3 separate regions of the Sus scrofa genome follow, and all the other regions are linked to region 2. The links are chromatin contacts, called in public Hi-C maps. All regions are on one chromosome and are shown on one strand. Each heading gives the region's core, a stretch centred on a gene start, on an enhancer-like site or on the middle of the called end of the contact. The rest is flanking DNA. Distances are from core to core; before and after follow the strand shown.

Region 1 (3,540 bases), core at 566-3,065, 600 kb after region 2:
TACTAAGTTCTTTGAGGATAGTGATTATATAGTTTTTTATCAATGTCACCCGTAGCTCAAAAGAGATTCCTTAGATGTAGTAGGCTCTCAGAAGATAGGCAAATAGGTGTTTTTGTTGGTATGTCTTACTTCCTGGCAAGATAAGTCCTGCAAGGACACTCAGTGTTCTAAGGCATATAAGCGATTGCTGGACTCAGATACTTAGTAAGAATTGTCTAGAATTTTAGCCTTAAAAGAAGACTTCAGACACATGTATCTGTCATCTATTGCTATGTAACAAGATCCTCTAAAACTTCGAGGCTTGAAATGAGGATCTGTTAATTCCCATTGCTTGGGCTCACTCATGAAGCTGAAGAATCAGTGTGGGGTGGGCTCAACCGGGAAAGCTATGAGTTGGGTCATTCTATGTGGTCTTTTATCGTCAGTGAGGCTGGACCTGGCTGTCTCACATGGTGGGAGCCACATTTCAAGAGGGCAAATCCTAATAGCTGTGATAGCTTATCGAGCATCTGCTTGAAGCATATTTGCCGATGTCCCAGTGGCTAAAGAAAAGTCACATGGCCGAACGCAGTGTTCACGTGAGAGGAAGCTACATAAGGATGTGGATACCAGAAAATGTGATTCATTGGTTCATTCATTCATGGGGGCCTTAGCTTATGAATCTGCGAAATAGATTCTTTTTCTGATCCAAGCGAGTTGCGTGGTTGGCCTCCATGTAAACGGAAAAAGTATCCAGTGGGCTATTCACAAATGTTATTTTTTTAAGGTAAATTAATACTTATGTTCTTGCCTTATATTATTTTATGTATATGTGCTATTTACACACCAGTTCCAAAAGGACTAGAGGATGCTTGCAATAAAAAGTAGATATAAGATTAAGCGTTAGAACTCTTCAAAAGTCTTAAAGGCTAACTTTGCCGAATCGAATACTCAATTTAATGTTGAGCTTCCTAGGAATCAAGGCAGAAATGGAGAAACATGATGGATCAATTGCTCTTTATTACTTACTGAGAGAAAGCACATTGTTTTTAGGAGTGATCACCTTTCTCTTGTCTCTAAATACACAGAGCATCCTAGAGAAAGAGGTGTTCCACAGAGCATTACTGAGAGTGGAGAAGCCTTCTCCCAACATCCTGGGACAGAAACCAAGGCACTAATGTGAGATTCACTGAACAGGTCTCTGACGTGGGACACACCATAGGATGAATGAATGCCGGTGTGTTGACATAGCCTACGTAGAGAACGTGGAATACTTCAGATTATCAATGCAACCTTCGACTACAGAGACACCATCAGAGATCCCTGGGCCACACATTTCAACTGTGGAGCCCCAATCCTTCCTGTTCATTCACTCTAGAACAGTCCTCCAAAACATTTCATAGCTTTTCTCTGCCTCTGCTGATTCAGGTCTCTCCACAAACGCTCTCTCATCAGAATTCTTCCCTGACCACACCGTCAAAATCAGTGTCTCTTCCCAACCCGCTTTCCTGAAGATACGGCCTCCCTTTCACTCACCCGGCTTTACGTTTCCTTGCCTTGGGTTGTCATCCTACTTGGCAGCCACCACTGCCACTGAATATTGCATGACTACAAATATTACTGCACAGGATCCCAGGATGACTTTTCTCTGGGTAGAGACTTAATGTCAATTTTGTTGGACGCTGGTTGATGATTTTCAGGAAGGCACTAGATGCATGAAATTCAAAACAAGGTAAAAGTGAGTCCACAGCTCTTTTGCACAGAGCAGCTGCTGCCTGTGTAGACTGGGTCTGTTTGAGGGTAGGCGTAAGCAGTGAGGGAGATATTAGAGGAGCTGTGTTTCAACTGGATCAACGTGGATCCATTCCAAGCTCTGTCACTCACTCGCTGTGTGACTTCTGGTAACTTTGGCCCCACGTTTATTCAAAGGTGAGCCAGGGATGATGATCTTGCTTGTTCCCAACGTGGTTGCCACGATTTAGTAACAACCTCAACAGTGTTTAGCACAGACGGACCCACACTGTGCATTTTCTCTTTCTTGCCACATATATACAGAAGAGGCGAGCGTTGACGAAGGCTGTTTTTTTTCTGAAGGCAATTTATTGGACTATCCCAGGGATGTTTATTTTCTTAACTAGAGGTCACAGGACTTGAAGACCACTAATGAAGGAGATGGTAGCTGGGGGAGCCGAGGAGTTTCCCCATTTCTTCCAAGTCTCTTCTTAGACTGAAAAAAAAAAAAGTCCCCTGTAAATTTTATGACTGCAGTGTCAAAAGTCTTCTATCCAAATCGCAGTAAATATTCTAATGAAGTCTGGAAAGAAAGCCATTTGTAATGGCTTGGGGCAGAGTATTAAGATAGCCTGTTTCTCGTTAGTCAGTCATTAGAGAGATCTAACATGCATGGGAAATGGTTTCCTGTTGTAAGTGCTTTAAAACCAAGTTTTAGGAAACCCCATTTCCTGCCGGCTCATTTGGAGACAGCAATGTGCCAACTGGTCAGACTTTTTAGCTGGTCAAATGGTGGCCTCCTTGGCTGCAATTGAGTTCAGATGCAGCAGCCTCAGAGTGGGCTTCGCTGCTCGGGGGTCCTGGCAAGAAGTAGGCAGGTCCATGGCGTAAGGACATCTGGACTGGGCACCGCTGGGGGCATTTTGCCTCCTATTTTAAGTGTTTTGATTCACGGCATGAATCAAATGCAGGAAGAGGAACTTCTAGCCTGGGCCTGGACACGGAGGTCTAGATCCTGCTGACGGAGCTGACGGGAAAATGGTGGATGTTTCTCTCTGGTTTGGGAGGGTTTGGACGGCCGATGGGAGAGCGCATTCTTTTAACTACTGTGCTGTGTATTAAAACGGAATTTTCTGAAATGAGGAAGTCCCAGAGACGTCCATTAGGATGCAGATGCGAGTATTTGCTAATCAAATCCATTTGCTTCTTTTTATGTGTGAGATGAGGGTCACTACTGTACGTGGAAGCCAGAAACTGATGGATGCGGGAAGACCACACAGGTCCTCACCTCCAGGAGACGCCTTCTGTAACAACTGCCCAAATCGACAAGGGAAACCCTCATTGCTGCTTAATCCATCATTGCTGCTTCACCCAGGAGAGGTCCCCAAGTATACCCACCTCTAGGTATACCCTGCTGTTCTAAGCGGGCACAGACAGCACAAATATATGCACTTTCTTAACCAACTGTCAGAAGGATGCAGTGAGAAAGTACTTTTACTGTCCCTATGATAACTTTCTTGACTCCTTGCTTCCTCCATACTCTTGCTATAGCCTCACTGGGGGCAGAATTTACCCCTTGACTTGAGGTGTGGCCACATCCTTGTTTGGGCCAATGATAGACAGTTGGAAGCGCCAGTCTGAGCCCAGGTCTTGAGAAGTCACACATGTTTCCTCCGGCCCTGTTGACACTCCCACCATCATTCTAGAAAGAACCAGCTAGTCTGTTGGTCCCAGAAAGACACTGAGAGATAAAAAGAGCAGAGCCACCAGTACTCACCCACAGAAAGCAGTGGGAAGCAAAGCCACCACAGCTGACCCTCAGCCGTGTGA
Region 2 (3,277 bases), core at 411-2,910:
TTTGATTCAGGATTTCTAAAGGTGAAGACCCAGTCGTCTGCATTTTTAGCAAGCTTCCAGGTGATACTACTGCAGCCCTGCCAGGCATCTGATATCTGGAACACCTAGGCAAGAAAGCCCCTCCGAACCTGCCAGTTCTGATGTCCTTGGAGTTCCACGTGATGTCCCTCCACTCCAAGTCCACGGCAGTGCCTCCCCCCGCCCCCCGAGGCTGGCCTCTCTGCTCCGCCGAGATGGCACCAACCGGACTTGCCCTGGCAGCTCCACTGCCTCGTTGCGCTCCAGCAAGCACCAGGTAATTTGTGTCAAATTTTACTCTCACCTCCCTCTCCTTCCCCTCCATCTCGGGGCTTTTTTGGGGCAAACTCCTGAATTTCACCTTTGGATCCCAGTACCCTCATGCTGTGCAAATTGCCTTGGGGGTGTGCCCCTGCCAGTCGGCAGGTGCACACTCTCATCAGGGGGCATGGCAGAGCTCAGCCACATCCCCAGCTGGGGGGAGACCGTGGAGCCGAGTGCCAGGGAGGGAAGCGGGTGCTCAGGCACGGCTGCCAGGACAAAGGACCCAAAGTTCCCCACCTCGGGCAGACACGAGCAGCCCTGGGAGGGGCAGAAGCTCAGTCGTGAAGTAACAGCTGCCCCTTAGGAGCCTGGGGCCCTCTGCCAAGCTGTTTCACAGGTGGTGTGGGGAATGGGAAGAGCCCTGCTGGACACTATTCCGCACTTGGAGCCTCAGCTTGCCCACCTATGAAATGGGACCACATCTCTTGTCCTATCGCCATCCACAGACCCCTTGGGCGGAGCAAAGGAGAAAAAAAATGTAATTGTGGTGGAGCAATCTCCAGCCGCGTGATATTCACACTACCGTCCGTGTCCCCTTCACCTCCTCGCCCCCACGGGCCACAGCCCAGCCATATCAACAGGTGGCTTTCGCCAAGTACTCAGCACTTATGATTACGCTGCCATTAAACGTGCGCCTCCCAAGGACGGGCCCTCGCCATGGTCACCTGTGGTCCCTCCGTATGTATCAGGCAACGCTGGAAAAGTGGTCGAGGATAAGGCCCTCTCAGACCTCGAGGAGGAGGTGGCCCTGCCGCCTGGGCATCCATCCAGTGTGAGTGCCCGGGGCTCCAAAGTCCCCCCACTCACCCTCAGCCCTCGTGAAGCGGGCACCCGCGTATCCCAGAAAAATTGACTTTGGATTGAGTTCATACAACACCCAGGAAAGGAGAGCAATCTTTCTCAGAACTCAAATGCAAAAACATAATGTGGTTAATATTAAATAAAGAGATTGGGCAACCCTCCCCCTCCCTTCCCTTTTTATGGTGTGTGCTGATGTGTCCTTGATCGGGGACTGTTTTGTTTATGATTAATGAATGACTCACCTTGGGCTGCTTTCTGCTTAGTCCGTACTCATTATGAATTCAAAGAGGACGTGTCGAGCTTGGCACCCAAAGGGAAATCCTCAGGAATTGGGGGGAAATGTTGACAGTGCCAGAAGCTTTCCAGGGGGAAGTGGGTGCCAGGAGACCCTCTTCCCAGCCTGCACATTCCCAAAGCAGGACCCTCGGTTTGTCATCGACCCCAAACCGTATACTGAGCCAATACCTGCGCTATACCAGGGACAGCTCTGTCTTCACGGAAGGCTTGAAACAAATGAGCCCGCTCACCCCAACACGCCCGCACGCAAGTCATATTTCAGCTCAAGTCCTCGTTCTGCCTGACACCCTCCGTTTTTCTGCCAGAGCTTCGTCCTCTCCGCGACTCTCAGTTTTTCTGCCTGTATAATGGGGCTTTCTCTGTGGTCCTTCTAGCGCTGCTCTGTCCAGAACCCCAGAGCTCCTTGGAGACAGAGACCGTGTCTCATGCTGCCTGGCTGGTGCAGAGCTGGCTGATTCGATAAAGGAATAAAGACGGTGGTCCGAGCGTGAGCAGAGCTGGGCTCTCATCTCAATGTGACTCAGCTCTCAGCATGTGGTCCGGAGTGGCCCCGCCTCGCTCTAGGGGTCAGAGTTTTCAGCAGGAGCATCAGAGAATTGACTTGAGAAGCAGAAGACTGAGTCTGGCCTGCTGGGAGCGGCTTTGTATTTGACACAATATTACAGGTGACCGTGGATGAGTGCATTTGCTCCCCAGGTGGGTCCACGGGCCATCACCCCCCTGGGGGCCCCAGCAGGTCCAGTCTCCCACACTGGTGACCTGTCTGGTCCTGGGTGTGTGACTCCCCCATTAGCCATCTCTTGGCACCTTTCCTGCTCTGACAGTCTGTGAATCTAGGAAGGGGCAGCGAGGGCGAGGGTGGTGCCCTTCCCACTGGAGCAGAAGGTTCGATTCCTGGGAAGGGCCCCTGTGATGGTTGATTTTGTGTGTCAACTTGAGGGGACACGGGGCTCCCAGAGGAAACATAATTTCTGGGTGTATCTGTGAGGGTGTTTCTGGATGGGATTAGCATTTGAATCAGCGATTGAGTAACGCTGATTGCCCTCCCAGTGGGGGCGGGCACCATGCAATCCATGGAGGCCTGAATAGAGCAAAAATGGGGAAGAAGGAGGAGCGTGTCCTCTCTGCCTGCACTTTGAGCTGGGACATCAGTCTTCGTCTGCTCTCCATTGGCTGGCCTGCCTTCCTGCCTCCCTACCTCCCTCTTCCCTGCCCCCCCGCTTTCCTCCCTCCCTGCTTCCCCCCCCCCCCCTTTCTCCCTTTCTCCCTTTCTTTCTACTTATATGTATCCTGTTGGTTGCATTGGTCTCTATCCCATTGCTTCTGGAGAACGCTGACTAATACCCGCCCCAAGCCCCCGGAGCCCCTCTCCAGCTGCCTGGTCCTTCAGTCTTGTCTCTGACCTGCCAGAACCCAGAGGGGCTCAGCAGCTCCCCGCCACCTTGCTCACCTTGCTCCAACCTGCTCTGAGTGAATGCACAGCCGGGGGCCGTGGAAAATACTTGAGCTGATTCAGCATGAAGGATGTGCCAGCCTCCCTGCCCCTCACATGGGCTTACAAACTGGCATCGTTAGGACAAGCTGGGTCCCAGGGGCCTGATGTGGGTGTGCAAGGAGGCTGGGACCAGTCTCCAGAAGCAGCATCAGAACAAGGCTCTTTCATCTTGGTTCCAGAGCCCAAGAAGTATTGGCTCTTTCTCCGCGCTTGCGAGGGGCTTACAACTGACCACTCTCTCATTCATCCAGCAGTCCCCAGGGTCCTAATGTCAGGATGGGCGGGCCCTTGAAGGTCCTTTGGCCCACACAGTCTTGTCCAAGACCTTCACAGCATCTCTAC
Region 3 (3,752 bases), core at 477-2,976, 510 kb after region 2:
GAGTGTGCACACTTAGAAGCAGATACATAAAACAGAGTCACCAGGGAAGCAGATGGGAAGTGATGACCCAAAATACAAGAGATGGGGCACGATAGGAGAGCAGTAATCTAATCCAGCCGATAGACACAACTAGAAAGACAAGCCATAAATGCTCCATGGACATTTCAGATCAAAGAAGGGGTGGTCAGGGAGGAGAATTACAGATTTAAGGCAGCAGGGATGGGGGCGAACCCTGCAAACGACAGCAGAGGCCTGCCTCGGGGTATCATTCTTAAACACGGCCCCTGTGAAGGCGGAAAGCCCAGGAGTGATGGATCTGTGCTTGGCTGCCGGGGTCTCCAAGAGTTTCACGGACCTGAGCCAGGCCACTGGGTTTGAGTTCCATGTGGAAGTTATGTGAGCTCAGGGAAGTTGCTGAACCTCTCAAGGGCATGGTTGCCAGATCCGTCAAACAGATAAGGTTGTGATGAGGCCCAAAGAAAGTACCCCCTTTTTATTCTTTTTTTTTTTTTTTTTTTTGCTTTTTACACCCACAGCATATGGAGGTTCCCAGGCTAGGGGTCGAATTGGAGCTATTGCTGCCAACCTACACCACAACCACAGCAACACAGGATCCCACAGCAATGCAGGATCTGAGCCTTGTCTGCGCCCTACACCACAGCTCATGGCAACACCAGATTCCCAACCCACTGAGCAAGGCCAGGGATTGAATCTCCATCCTCATGGATACCAGTCAGATTAGTTTCCACTGAGCCATGACGGCAACTCCCTAAATTAACCCTTTTAAAATGCTCAGAGCGGTGCCTGGCACAAGTCAGTACTTATATAGGAGTCATAAATATAAGTCATCCATAGTGAAGGAATGTGTTTCTTGATAACTCTTGATCAAATCTTTTCAGTGTCCATAACCACCATCATTTTAAAAAGTTTAGAAATCAGCTAGTATCCATAAGGACATGGGTTTGATCCCTGGTCTTGCTCAGTGGGTTAAGGTTCCACATTAGCAGTGTAGGTCACAGAGGCAGCTCGGATCTGGCATTGCTGTGGCTGTGGTGTAGGCCAGCAGCTACAGCTCTCCTTTGACCCCTAGCCTGGGAACTTCCATGTGCCGTGGGTATGTCCCTAAAAAGCAAAAAATAAAAATAAAAAAGATTTTATTCAAGTATAATTGATTTACAATGTTGTGTTTATTTCTATCATACAGCAAAGTGATACATATATATATATACATATACATATTCTCTTCATATTCTTTTCCATTGCAGTTTATCACAGGGGATTGAATAGAATTCCCTGTGCTGGACTTGTTGCTGATCCATCCTGTATATACTATTTGCATCTGCTGGTGAAGAATCTTCTAGTTGCTGGGCCAGGCACACAACTGTCCCACATCAGAGCCTTACCTTTGTGCCTGTCCCGTGTCTTTAAGGATTGACCCTGAATGGCACCCCTGGCTTCTCTAAAACTTCCAGACCTCTGAGCTGCCTTTGTACCATCCTGGTGCCTCTGGTGCTCCCTTCCCTTCGGGGGAAGTCTTTTCTGACTCCAATCTGGCAGCATGTGGATGTTTCGAGGCAGGGATCCTCACAGCCAGGCTTTATGACTCAGCAAGAGGGCTACTAAAGCCGTCCCTGTCCAAAGTTCATCTTGCATTTCTGAGTCAGCCAGGAGGCGTTTCATTGAAAGTGCAATCAGGATGTCCTCGCTCCCGGGCCTTTTCCCAGATGCCCAGCCTGGGAAGCACTGCCAAGTCTGCCCCAGCTGCTGGGTTGAAGGCCTGACTCCAGGAATGGTGTCATCCTTTTGGTGGTTAGCAACACACAGCAAGAGCCACCACATGCGTCGTGCACCCTGCTGCCTGCTGAGGCCCTGGAGCGGGGATTTGGGGAGGGCTCAGAAGAGGGTACAAAATTCACTCTTTCCTCTTCTTTTTCTTTTGCAGAAAGACTCTTTGTTTTTGCCATTCTGTGCACGAGCTAAGCAGAATACAGTAAAGAGAAATGGGGCAGGCCCAGGTATCCAGGAGATGGGAGAGAATTTGCATTCCGACTGTGGAACTCATCAAAAGGCTATTCTTCCTGCCTCCACTGGAAGGTACAATTCAGGTTGGGGGCTATTGAAAACAAGACTCTACCTCTTTCTTCAAATTCTAACTGGCGGGGGTGGGGGCTCTGAAGGTGACCTTGTGCCCCCAGATGTCCCCGGTGGACTTGACAGTTGAAAGCTGTTGATGCTCCTTCCAAATCTGAGGCTGCTGGTGTTTTCAAAAAGGAAGAAATGCCCTAAGATGGTTCACCCAAAATAAGCTGGCTACAGCGGATGGTGACTTTTGGCAAAATCACGCATTTAACATACCCAACACACACACACACACGGAGAATTGTGTGTGTAGCTCCAGTTGAGGAAAATGTCCAAAGTTTGGATTTGAGGAACAGGATGGAAATAAGGTGCCACCAGAGGCCACCCGTGCCCTCCAACCCGACCCCAACCCCCATCGGGATGGTTTGGTCCAAGATACTTCACAGAGAGAACGACCCCCGCCAACCACACACAACCCCCCCACTTCCATGAAAGACGTCTCATCCATCATTTGCCCACCTCCCCAAGAAGCATTATGCATCGTTTAATTCCAACTCTTTTTCGTGTTTCCTTTTAAAAACCATAGACTTCCAAGAGAGACTTCCCCCGAAAGCAAAGCATTCTCCATGGGTTTGGAATAAACCTGCAAAATCCTCTCAACTCCCCTTTACCACACACACACACTGAAACCCAGCTCCAGCGCTGTGTCTGCATCATCCCACTTCTGCCTCTTCCACACAGACTTATTTCATAAAAACGTCAGCTATTAAGTTAACATTATTTAAGGGGCTGTGGGTGTTTAGTTCCTGAATGCAACCTAAGCTGGATGGGGAGAGGGGAGAGGCCTGACGTGAAGGCCTGGCTGTATAAAACATGATCCACAGAGAAGCTACATAAATAACCCGACCGTGGGCTCCCAGCGCCTCTCTATTTATCACTGAAGTAACGATAAGGATCTGCTTTAGAGTGAACCCTGCTGAGGGTCCAGCCCCGGCACAAGCTGTAATATGATCTGCAGGGGAGGGCTGATAACCCGACACAATGTGAAGAAACCCGGGCAGAGGAATAAGACAAACTGTTCGTCCATTAAACGGCGCTGTCAGGAAGGGGGCCGCGAAGCCAAACAGAGCTCCATCCAATTCTTGCGTGGAGACACAAAGCCAGGAACACCTGAACCGAGCTGGGGAAATAACCTCCCTCAGAAACAAGCGGAGGTGGGGTCAGGGGAAGGGGGAAGCGGTCTCTCAGGCACAGCCTGCACCCCCCCTGGGGTGGGGTCTCTCCATCAGTGAAATGGGATCCATCCGCTTGGTGGCCCCTCCCTCCTGGGTGGTTGGGGTGATCCCATGGTCGAGGGACCTCCAGAGGGTCCTGAGGAAGAAGGAGACGACTCCACGAAGGCCAGGAATGCAGAGGCCACGCTGGTTATAGAAGTGCTGGAACCACCCAAGGAAGATGAAGGGCTCGTTCAGCTCCAGGAGCTGTAGTGACGCAGCGCCTTCAACGTGGCGGCACAGAAGCCCAGGCCGCTGCCACCAAGTCTGAATCTTTCTTTCAAAAGAAGCTCCAGATACGATCTTTGCTGGGAAATTTCAAGGATTCGGTGTTTGCTGTTACTGAGAATTTTTTTTTTTTTTCTCCCTGTATTCTGTGTGCTTTTCTTTTAAAAATTC

What was found. Hi-C and Micro-C count contacts between places; a contact is called where the count stands out from the background.
Region 1: a contact with region 2 is called in a Hi-C map of liver, with 11 times the contacts expected there. The contact joins two enhancer-like sites. A contact is called at or near these places in 2 of 47 Hi-C or Micro-C datasets (liver and skeletal muscle).
Region 3: a contact with region 2 is called in a Hi-C map of liver, with 7 times the contacts expected there. The contact joins two enhancer-like sites. A contact is called at or near these places in 5 of 47 Hi-C or Micro-C datasets (liver and skeletal muscle).

Annotation. Positions count from the first base shown.
Region 1 is chr6:33,341,281-33,344,820 of Sscrofa11.1, reverse strand. No RefSeq gene overlaps it. Among named protein-coding and RNA genes, the nearest start is that of SALL1, 390 kb to the left of the region's middle. Within about 2 kb of position 1,815, at least 1 of the 83 cell types and tissues checked has an H3K27ac peak or open chromatin away from gene starts, as enhancers often do. A contact at or near this core is called in liver, where this site is marked.
Region 2 is chr6:33,942,039-33,945,315 of Sscrofa11.1, reverse strand. No RefSeq gene overlaps it. Among named protein-coding and RNA genes, the nearest start is that of CYLD, 180 kb to the left of the region's middle. Within about 2 kb of position 1,660, at least 9 of the 83 cell types and tissues checked have an H3K27ac peak or open chromatin away from gene starts, as enhancers often do. A contact at or near this core is called in liver, where this site is marked.
Region 3 is chr6:33,426,970-33,430,721 of Sscrofa11.1, reverse strand. It overlaps LOC110260961 (a long non-coding RNA gene), which reads left to right. Exons shown (of 3, transcript XR_002344610.1): 2 at 1,943-2,094. Among named protein-coding and RNA genes, the nearest start is that of SALL1, 300 kb to the left of the region's middle. Within about 2 kb of position 1,726, at least 16 of the 83 cell types and tissues checked have an H3K27ac peak or open chromatin away from gene starts, as enhancers often do. A contact at or near this core is called in liver, where this site is marked.